Regions from separate parts of the Mus musculus genome. Here region 1 is linked to region 2. The links are chromatin contacts, called in public promoter capture Hi-C maps. All regions are on one chromosome and are shown on one strand. The core of a region is the stretch at or near the end of the contact, and the rest is flanking DNA. Distances in the headings are between cores, read along the strand shown.

Region 1 (4,468 bases), core at 1,428-3,927, 520 kb before region 2:
AGTGCCCAAGTGAGGATGCCTCAGCCCCACTTGGGAGAGAGAAGAAAGCAATCACAAGTGGGGAGGGAGGGAGAGAGTTGGGAGGGAAAGTGGACGGGATGGGGTGGGTGTAGTGGGGGGGGGGGGAGTAGAGGGGGAACCTGATCTGGTATTGGATGAGGGAAAAGGACTGAAGCCCTGAGGGCCATCAGAAAGAATGTAAACAGGCAACCTCAGGAAATAGGTTGGGGGGACCCCCCAGAATGCACTAGAGGACTGGGAAGTGAGAGACCCTCAGGAATCATAGGGAGGGAGGGACCTCTGACAGTAGGGAGAGGAAACTTATAGAACTCACCTCCAGCAGGGAGACAGGACATCAATTGAGGGATGGGGTTGCCATCCCATGGTCACACCTCTGACTCATACTTGATTCTGTCTGAAAGCCTTTTGCTTTCTTAAAAATCTTACAGTAAGGGGACTGGAGAGATGGCTCAGCAGTTAAGAGCACTGAGTGCTCTTCCAGTGCCCCAAGTTCAATTCCCAACAACCACATGGTGGCAAACTACCATCTGTAATGGGATCCGATGCCCTCTTCTGATGTGTCTGAAGACAGCTATAGTGTACTAATATACATAAAGTAAATAAATCTTAAAAAAAAATCTGCAATATATGTGCACACATTTATATAACATATAATTTTGTATAAATGGCTGGGCATGGGAGCCCATACTTTTAACACCAGAATTCAAAAGGCAGAAACAGGTAGATGTCTGTGAGTTTGAGGCCAGCCTGATCTGTACGGTGACCTCCAGGTCTACATAGCTAGTCCTTGCCTCAGACAAAGTAATTAAATAAATTAAAAAGATAAATTTCTGAATCAATGGGTGTGCTGATTATATTTTTGAATGATATTACAAAACTTCTTCCATAAAGGCAACTCTAATTTAGATTCCCACTAACCATAATAAATAAATTTCCAAGATGTCTGTTAACCTTTTTTATATTTTTTAATCTAATAGAAAAGAAACTGTACCTTAAGTGAGGTTATGTATTTTCATATACTTAATAATTATTAGTGTTTTCCCCTTTCAGAGCTTTTTAAATTACTTCTCTCTCTCTCTTTCTCTCTCTCTCTCGCTCTCTTGCTCTCTCGGTGCAAACATACTATCGTCTATGTGGACAAGTCGTGAGAGTCAATATTCTCCTTATGCTATCTGTGCCGGATCTAGACATTAGACTCAGGTCCTCAGGTTTAACAGCAAGCACCTTTCCCACTGAGCACCCTTGCTGACTGTCTCAGTAATTCCCCTTCCGGTCACCTGTGACTAGCCTGGGAAGAGACTGTTCACCAGCTGTGTTTCCGGACTGATGCTCCTGCTTTCTTGCTGACTTCCAGGAACTCTTTATGTTCCTGGCAGTTATGTGTGTGCTGGGAACCCTGTGTGGTGCCTTGTTAGAGCAGCATGCACTCTTAGCTGCTGAGCCACTGCCCCAGCCCCATGCCACATTTAGTAAGAGTTTGCTTATAGTCTCCTTTGTTACCTCTCATTTTCCTTCTTTGTTAAACATTTGTAATTTTGACCCACCTGGCCTTTATTTGCAATATGAAATGCTTGTCAAAATTTAATGCTGACTTCTCCATCTTCCTGGTAGGATAATATAAGACGGGGCTTTGAGAATTCTAAATTTGAGCCCCCTAAATTTAGTTAAATTCCTATTTGATATGCTTTTTGAAAAAAACAAAAACAAAAAACAAAAACCGTGTATGTTCTGTAGTCTGGTCAGTTTGTAGCTACAGACTTTATTTCTAATGGAAATTTACTGAAAGTACCTCTGAGTCCTTTACCTACAGAATATTTTCAGTGACTAATGTCTTCACGAACACACATTGTTAAGATCTGAGACATGCAAAAGATGGTGTTCCTAGACCTTGATTACTCCTGGTAGACAGCAGAAAATAAGCATCAGAGGCTCTGTTGCCTTTGATCTGGGTGACCATGGCAACTGGGCACGATTCAGCATCTGCATGGCAGGTGGGCTGAGCCCAGCCAGTCTTTAGCTTCAGACATCCCCAGGGGAAGGATTGGAAGAGCTGCAGGAACTGGGGGGCTTGGGAGCCCGGAGTGCACAGGGTGAGAGGAGTGTTCATAAGTGTGGCTACAGAATGAAATTTTACATCAGTGGTGTGCATTTTTGTTACCTTATTTTAACCCTTCTGTCGCTCAAGCAGGATATTCTACCTTGCTCTTGAGGGCAGAGATTGAATATTTTTTTCTTTATTATATCCCAAACTCAGTAGCTGAACAAACCACACCACTGCCCTTCATTTCATTTATAAGTTGATTCTAATAGTATTTTATCCTTGGAGTCTGGGGGCTGTGTGTGTGTGTTAAACTGAATATGTATCACACCTAATGCAACCTAGCATGATAATTGTAAGCAAAAACACAGCAACTTGTTCATTATCATTTCCGCTTTGCCTGTGTCCTGGTTTGCTCTCTGTTGCTGTGATAAAGATCATGGGGTGTCAGTTTGGGGTGGAAAGAGTTCACTTGACCTATATTTCCTAATAAAACTCCAGCATTGAGGGAAGCCGAAGGAGGAACCCAAATAGAGTAAGAAACTGGAGGCAGGACCTGAAGCAGAGACCACAGAGGGAGGCTGCTTACTGAGGTACTCTGCCTCAAACAGGTCATGACACCACCTGAAGTGGGCTGGGCCATCCCATATCAATCATGAAAATGCCCCACGGACGTGCCTCAGGCCAGTCTGATGTTGGCATCTTCTCAGTTGAGTTCCCCTCTTCCCAACTGATTCGAGCTTTTGTCAAGTTAACCAAAACTTACGCCTTCTGTTCTGTGGAATGTTCTGTTGGTTGAACGTTGGTTTTAGAGATTCTGAGATGCTGAAATAGTTCCATTTGCAAATATTGACTGAGTGTGGTCCTATACAACCACATATAGAATGCAAATATTGACTGAGTGTGGTCCTATACAACCACATATAGAATGCAAATATTGACTGAGTGTGGTCCTATACAACCACATATAGAATACTGGGTCCTTACTAAATGCTCTTTTAAAGCCATGGCTTAATTGTTTCCCTGTAACTTTTTTTTTCCTTCAGAATATTGACAGAGTTGTGTTTGTTGGGAACTTTCTCAGAATCAATATGGTCTCAATGAAGTTGCTAGCATATGCCATGGACTTTTGGTCTAAAGGACAGCTGAAAGCACTGTTTTTGGAACATGAGGTAGGTCAAGCTCACGGGGACGTAACTGTCCTACATGTATTTTGGGTTGTCTGCCATAAGAGTCAGATCTGTATTTTAAAATTGATCAAGTAGAAAATTGCTTTTTAAACTTGGTATTTATTACCCTACCCACCCCACCTGCCAAAATGTCATGTATATAATGGAAGTTTTCTTAGCCAACAGTGGAGATTTGAAGACTGTTACTGAAATGAAAAGAAAATGTCACTTGGAAATAATAATACCAACAACAGCAATAATAATAAACAATGATAACAAATGACTATAGGAAACAGTATGGGAAATTTCTTAGAAAAACCCAAAGTTAGAATTCAATGACCCAGTAGCAGCACTTCTGTGTGGTTATCCAACACGTGTGAAGTCAGTAGGAGCTGTCCCTGTGATTGACAGTGATTTACACTTAAATGTAAAGTGCTTGGAAAAATTTCTAACATGTGATAAGAATTCAGAAACTGCCTTAAAGGTCCTGACTGATCCACGCCATCTCTAAGGTAACTGCTGAGGCAGGCAAAACAGGAGCTGTGTCTCCCTAGCCCTTTGGGCACCAGGTAGCTAGTGGACTCAATGTTTGTATGCCATCCCTTCATACACTAAAATCCTAATCCCCAAGATGACAGTGTCAGTAGGTGAGACCTTGGGGAGGAGACTAGGTCACCAGGGCTGAGTTCTACAAAGGAATGAGTGCCTTTATAAAAGAGGCACTCTCTGCTGTGCCAGTTCACGGTGACGACCGAGTCTGCCAGGAGCCTGGCTTTCACAAACACCTTGACTTTGGACTGCCCTGCATCCAAAAAGCTATGAGATGAAGTCATAGTGTTTATTTATTTTATAAGCCACTCAGAGTGTGGTATTTTGTTACATATAGCAAGCCAATGACTAAGACGCTATTTCCTAATATAGCTGAGTTTTAGAAACCTTCATTATCAGAAATATGAGCTTTTGTTTTATAAGAAGGCAGTGCCAGATACAGTCCTAAGCACTTTTCTATATTAATATAGATAAATATACATTCAGACTAGTGATAGTTATTTGATTACTTGGTCTTGAGTTTTTTTTTTTTTTATCCAAGAGATCAGTGTTTGTTTTGTGTTTAGGGAGATCAACTGTGTAGACTTGCTTGTGCTAAACACAGGCCTTGCCTCTAACCCATATCTCCTGTCATGAGTTCCGTTTCTAATGTTATAGATCTGTAAAGTGCAGGGCAGCCTTCCTAGAACTA
Region 2 (4,801 bases), core at 2,292-4,791:
GCCTCCTGTTACTTCATTAATGTTACTCTAAGAGCTGAGAGCTTTTCCAGGCCACCCATACTACAGTGAAGGAGTGGGGACTAGGAACTTTGCACTGAGGAGAGTCTCAAAATTTCCTAAAGACATTTCTGAAGGACAAATATTATGAATCGCTTCTTAAAGAACCAAAAGGAATTTTTTTCCACCCCTTCATAAGGTACCAAGTATAAGAGCCTTTACCATTCCAAACTCTTGGTATATTCTAGATATCAGATGCAAATCAGCAAACTGCTGTGCCCAAAAGAAACTCCAATTCCCCCCCAAACTCCAAAAGACCGTTCAGCTGTCCAACTGTCTAGAAATGAGCTCTACCTGGCCTATAGGATTTCTGGAAATTAGATAAAAGCCAGCCAAAGGAGTCCATTGCCCTTATCTCTGGCAGAAGGGTCAGTATGTCAAAGTGTATGCTGGTATCACAAGTACTTGTTACACATTTCAAAGTTCATGCTAGCCAGCATCCTAGCCCTTCTCACCACCTCCCCTCTCCTAAACTGCCCTCAGCTCATGGGCTTCCCTCCCCATCAGTCACTCATAGGGCTCCTAACCCAGCTCTTCTCACTGAGCCCCACCCCACCCCTGCTTCTCTCACTGATTTCTCTGTCCCCATCCCCCACTATTGTCCTTTTTAGCAAATATTTATGACCAGGCCCAGACTCCTGGCCATGTTAAGTCTATTTCTTTCTCTCTGGTTTTCACTCTTTCGGATGCCTCTGGCTCTTCTTTCTCTCATATCCACAATAAAGACCTCCCCCTTCACCACACGTAGAGTGGTTAAGTCATGTCACAGTTTATATAGCTGGTGCCCAACAAGGGGCTCAGCTTCTCCTAAGCAAACCAAGCTTCTGACTTGACTCTTCTAAGGTATAGAATACTTGTTTCTTCTGGTTTCTGACACTTACCAGGTCCAACTCCAAATTTTAGAGCCCCGCTTCTTCAGCGGCTTTTTACTTCTACCTATTTCCTCCTTGAAGCCTCCTTCTCTGTCTGTTGCTACAGAAGTCATGCTGGTTTATCAGACAGCTTCTCTCTCCCTACTGGGACCCCATTACATGAAAGAGATGCCTATCCTTTGTGATTTTGGACATTTCTCTCTGACAAGTGTCTTGGCCCACTTGGGGACACCCTGACCACTTGCGGATGTCCAGAATTGAAATTCTTGTCACCAAGAGACTTGCTGATTTCCTCTCTCACCCTGTTCTCCCTCCCATGTTCTGAGCTCCACCCTGGAGCTTGCTCTGTCTCGCTTGTCCATTTCCTCTCTCTGCTTCCAGCTGCCTCCTTAGGTCTGTCTCTCAGGTAGCTCCCTCCTGAAGCTTACTGTGTCTCTAAGGCTGTCTAACTGCTTGTCTCTCTTCTCCTTCCCCTAGGAGATGCTTGCTTGTATCTATCCCTCTTGGTGTCTCACTGGAACCTGCTCTTTGAGACCTGCAGGTACATCAGGCATTTCTGTATGCACCCCTGGGCCTCTAAGAGATTAGATTCCTCTCTCTGATGGTGTTTCCCTAAGCCTCTTCCACTCCCCATGACTGTGCTTCTAAAGGATGTCTCCCTGCCTGCTCTCTCTCTCTCTCTCTCTCTCTCTCTCTCTCTCTCTCTCTCTCTCAGTTTGCTCTTAGAGCTTGCTCCTATCTCTAACCATGGGCTCTTCCCATTCAGAATATTCCTCACCTGCAGGCTGTCCCTTCTAGGGGAAGAACAATATGGATCTAGGGTAGGGATGGAGGTCAGTAAATCAGGTTGTGGAAAAGAATCGCTAGGAAAAAAAAACCCTTCAAGATGACATGTTTGTACATGCCCTGCCAAGCAAACAGTCTCTGCACCATGTTGTCAGATTATCTGGTTTGCTTGTATTAAGGATTTGACTAAATGTGCCTCCTCTGATCCATTGGAAAGTCATTTCCCTTACCTCTGGCAGATGGGACATAGGAGACTACCTGTAGTGCCTATTAACCAGCACATCAAAGCACATACTTGGACCACAAGTGCCTGTTGCACATTTCAAAGTGCATGCTAGCATCCTAGTCCTGCTCACTGCCACCCCTACTCAAGCTCCCTCCAGCTCCTGGGCTTCCCATCCACTAGCGACTCATTTAACCTAAAAACCTGCTCTGCTCTTCTCACTCTGTTCTCTCACCTCGGCGCCTGCTTCTCTCGCTCGGTTTTCTCTATTCTCTAGCCTCTGCTCCATCTCTCTCTCTCTCTCTCTCTCTCTCTCTCTCTCTCTCTCTCTCTCTCTCTCTCTCTCTCAGATAGCCCTGGTCGAGTCTGCTGGCCATGTTCAGTTTACTTCTTTCTCTCTATGTTCTGGGCTCTTCCAGATGCCTCTGGCCATTTTCTCTTTTATATCCACAATAAAAACCTTTCTCTTAACCATACCATGGGGCAGTAGTGTGTGTGTGTGTGTGTGTGTGTGTGTGTGTGTGTGTATGTACATGCCCCTTGGAGTTAGATCTCAACTGAAGCCCGGCACTGTCATTTGCTAGCTGTGTGACCTCTGTTAAATGCTTAAGCTCTCGGAACCTCTTTTAACCTTGTAAAAGTAAGGAGAGGTTGTCTTCCTCCCTTCTACCACTGCTGTGAAAACCGATTTGAGATCCTTGTGCCCGGCAAATTTTTAGGGACCTGATAAAGCAATCTTTCTAAATTCAGAACTGGATTGAACCTCGGAGGGTCGAATCCCTCGGACTGGCATTTATTAACAGGCATTTCTGAAGAGACCGAATGCTGGAGAGTTCTTACTTCTGTGCCTGCAGCAGACAAGGAGGAGCTGGGACTCAGAGCCCTAGGGTTACTGGGACAAATCTGCTGTGAGAGTGCCAGCAGAAAGAGGGTAACAGAAGAAACAGTACAAACAATATAAAAATATCCACCAGTTCAGCCATCCACAATTTGACAGCTCAATTCCCGGAAGGGAAGGTTTTTTTTGTTTCCCGTGTTGTTACAGGAGAGTAAACAAATCTTCGCAGACAAAGTTACTTTGAGAAATTTTATGATCTAATGCTTGGCTTGTAAATACAGCCCAGAGTAACTCACTTCCCGGTTGAGCGAACTGTCAGAAGTGTCAAATGCCAGGGAGCCTCGGAGCGAACTTTTCTAGTGCCCTAAAGTGGCACTAGAAAAGTGTCTGGGCAAGTCTATAAGCCAGAGTCCCTCTCCAGCCATACTAAAGCGATCGATCCAAGAGCTGGCCAGCACCAAGCTCTGACCGTCGCCCCCGCCCCCCGCCCCGACCCAAACTTTTTCCAGAAAAACGCTGGACTTGGGCTTCAGCCCTGAGCACTTAGCCAAGAGCGAAAGCAGCTCCCCTGCGTTTCTAAACATCTGGACCGGTGGCACCCAATGCCAGCCACATCTGGAATCTCATGTGGTGGTCCCCAGTATGCAGCGTCCCACATCCCAGGCGTCCCAAAGCTTACCAGAGGCAGGACAGCCCAGATCCACAGCATGTCTGCAGCAAGGGAAAACAGCGGGCGGCCTGTGTGGGCAGCCTGCGGCCCCACCCACCAGCTCTAGACTGCCTGTGGGTATGTACTTTGCCTAGGCCCGCCCCCTGGCACGCACAAACCGCTTCGCTCCTATTCAGGTCTTCCCAGAAATCGCTTTGAACACGTGTATGTCACTTTTTTTCTTTTGAGGGACCAAACACAATCTTCGTAAAGCCCCAAGGGTTGCGAGAAAGTTCTGCTGGTCTCCCGGGGAAACCCACTGACTCACCACTGCACAGGCGGCCTGAGCGGGGTGGGGGTGGGGGGCGGGGGAGGAGGGGGCCCAAGCAGGGCTTGATTGCATAAATGGGCATTCCCCATCCTGGGCGCTTCCACAGTCACACCCTCAGGTCAAGTGAGATTTTTTTTTCTGCCTGCTGCTCACCCTGGAAGGAATTCTGAACTCTGTATTGAATTGGACTTTGGCTGATTGCTGGAGACAAAGACCATTTTGCCTTCACTTTCAATATTTTGTCAGTGACAGGTCTGCTGGGGCTTCTGGGGCCTCTGAATGGTAATTACCACAGAGGAGGTACACACCCTAGGATTCTGATGAGGGAGGTCCCTCCACAGAGCTCATATATGATACATGAAGTGACAATCACCACAGCAGAGGTAGAGATAATAGGCTTTGGGATCCTGATGAGGGGAATGTCCCTGGCTTCGTTTCCCAAATGGAGAATGAAGGTAAATGACTATGACAAATAACACAGCAGTTAACTCAGGGACCAAGCCAGAATCTTTAGAACCACGGGGGTTAGATATAGAGTAAGGGACTAGGGGAGGGGACAGAAAGATCTTATTAAGGAAGAGGAATAAAATAGGTAGTTATGATGGGAAGATCAAGTGGGGGAGGGGAAAGGAAGACGATGAATGGGAATACAGGGAGAGACAGCTAAAATTAAAGGGCATTTGAGAGGTATGGAAACCTAGCAGAGTCTTCCTAAAGTATAAGCATACATGAAGGTGATCTATAGCCAAATAATGGGGGGAGACAGAGCCACAAGTGAACATCTCTTGTCATCAAATGAAGTTTTCCTTTCCTGGATGGGGTTGCATCTAATTGAATCGTTGGCCAAAAAGAGTTGCATGGGAGTCCCCAAACAATGCAGCCTGTTGCCAAGACTATAGATTGCTCCCCACAAACTGAGACCCACACAACTCATTGAATATAGAGAAGTTGAGAGCAAGAAGAAAGTGCCTACATAGAGCCTTCATCCCTACATGCCAACATCTTTGGTACTGGAAGATATTCTGCATGCTACTAAAGGAGAAAG

The links. Promoter capture Hi-C pulls out the DNA fragments that hold promoters and counts their contacts.
Region 1: a contact with region 2 is called in a promoter capture Hi-C map of liver. A contact is called at or near these places in 4 of 39 promoter capture datasets (embryonic stem cells, liver and maxillary cranial neural crest) and 1 of 9 other capture datasets (adipose tissue).

The regions. Positions count from the first base shown.
Region 1 is chr19:34,812,455-34,816,922 of GRCm38.p6, reverse strand. Pank1 (pantothenate kinase 1) reads left to right here. Exons shown (of 7, transcript NM_001114339.2): 6 at 3,106-3,231. Among named protein-coding and RNA genes, the nearest start is that of Mir107, 6.1 kb to the left of the region's middle.
Region 2 is chr19:34,289,399-34,294,199 of GRCm38.p6, reverse strand. Fas (Fas (TNF receptor superfamily member 6)) reads right to left here and starts at 3,541. Exons shown (of 9, transcript NM_007987.2): 1 at 3,456-3,541. The coding sequence starts at 3,485.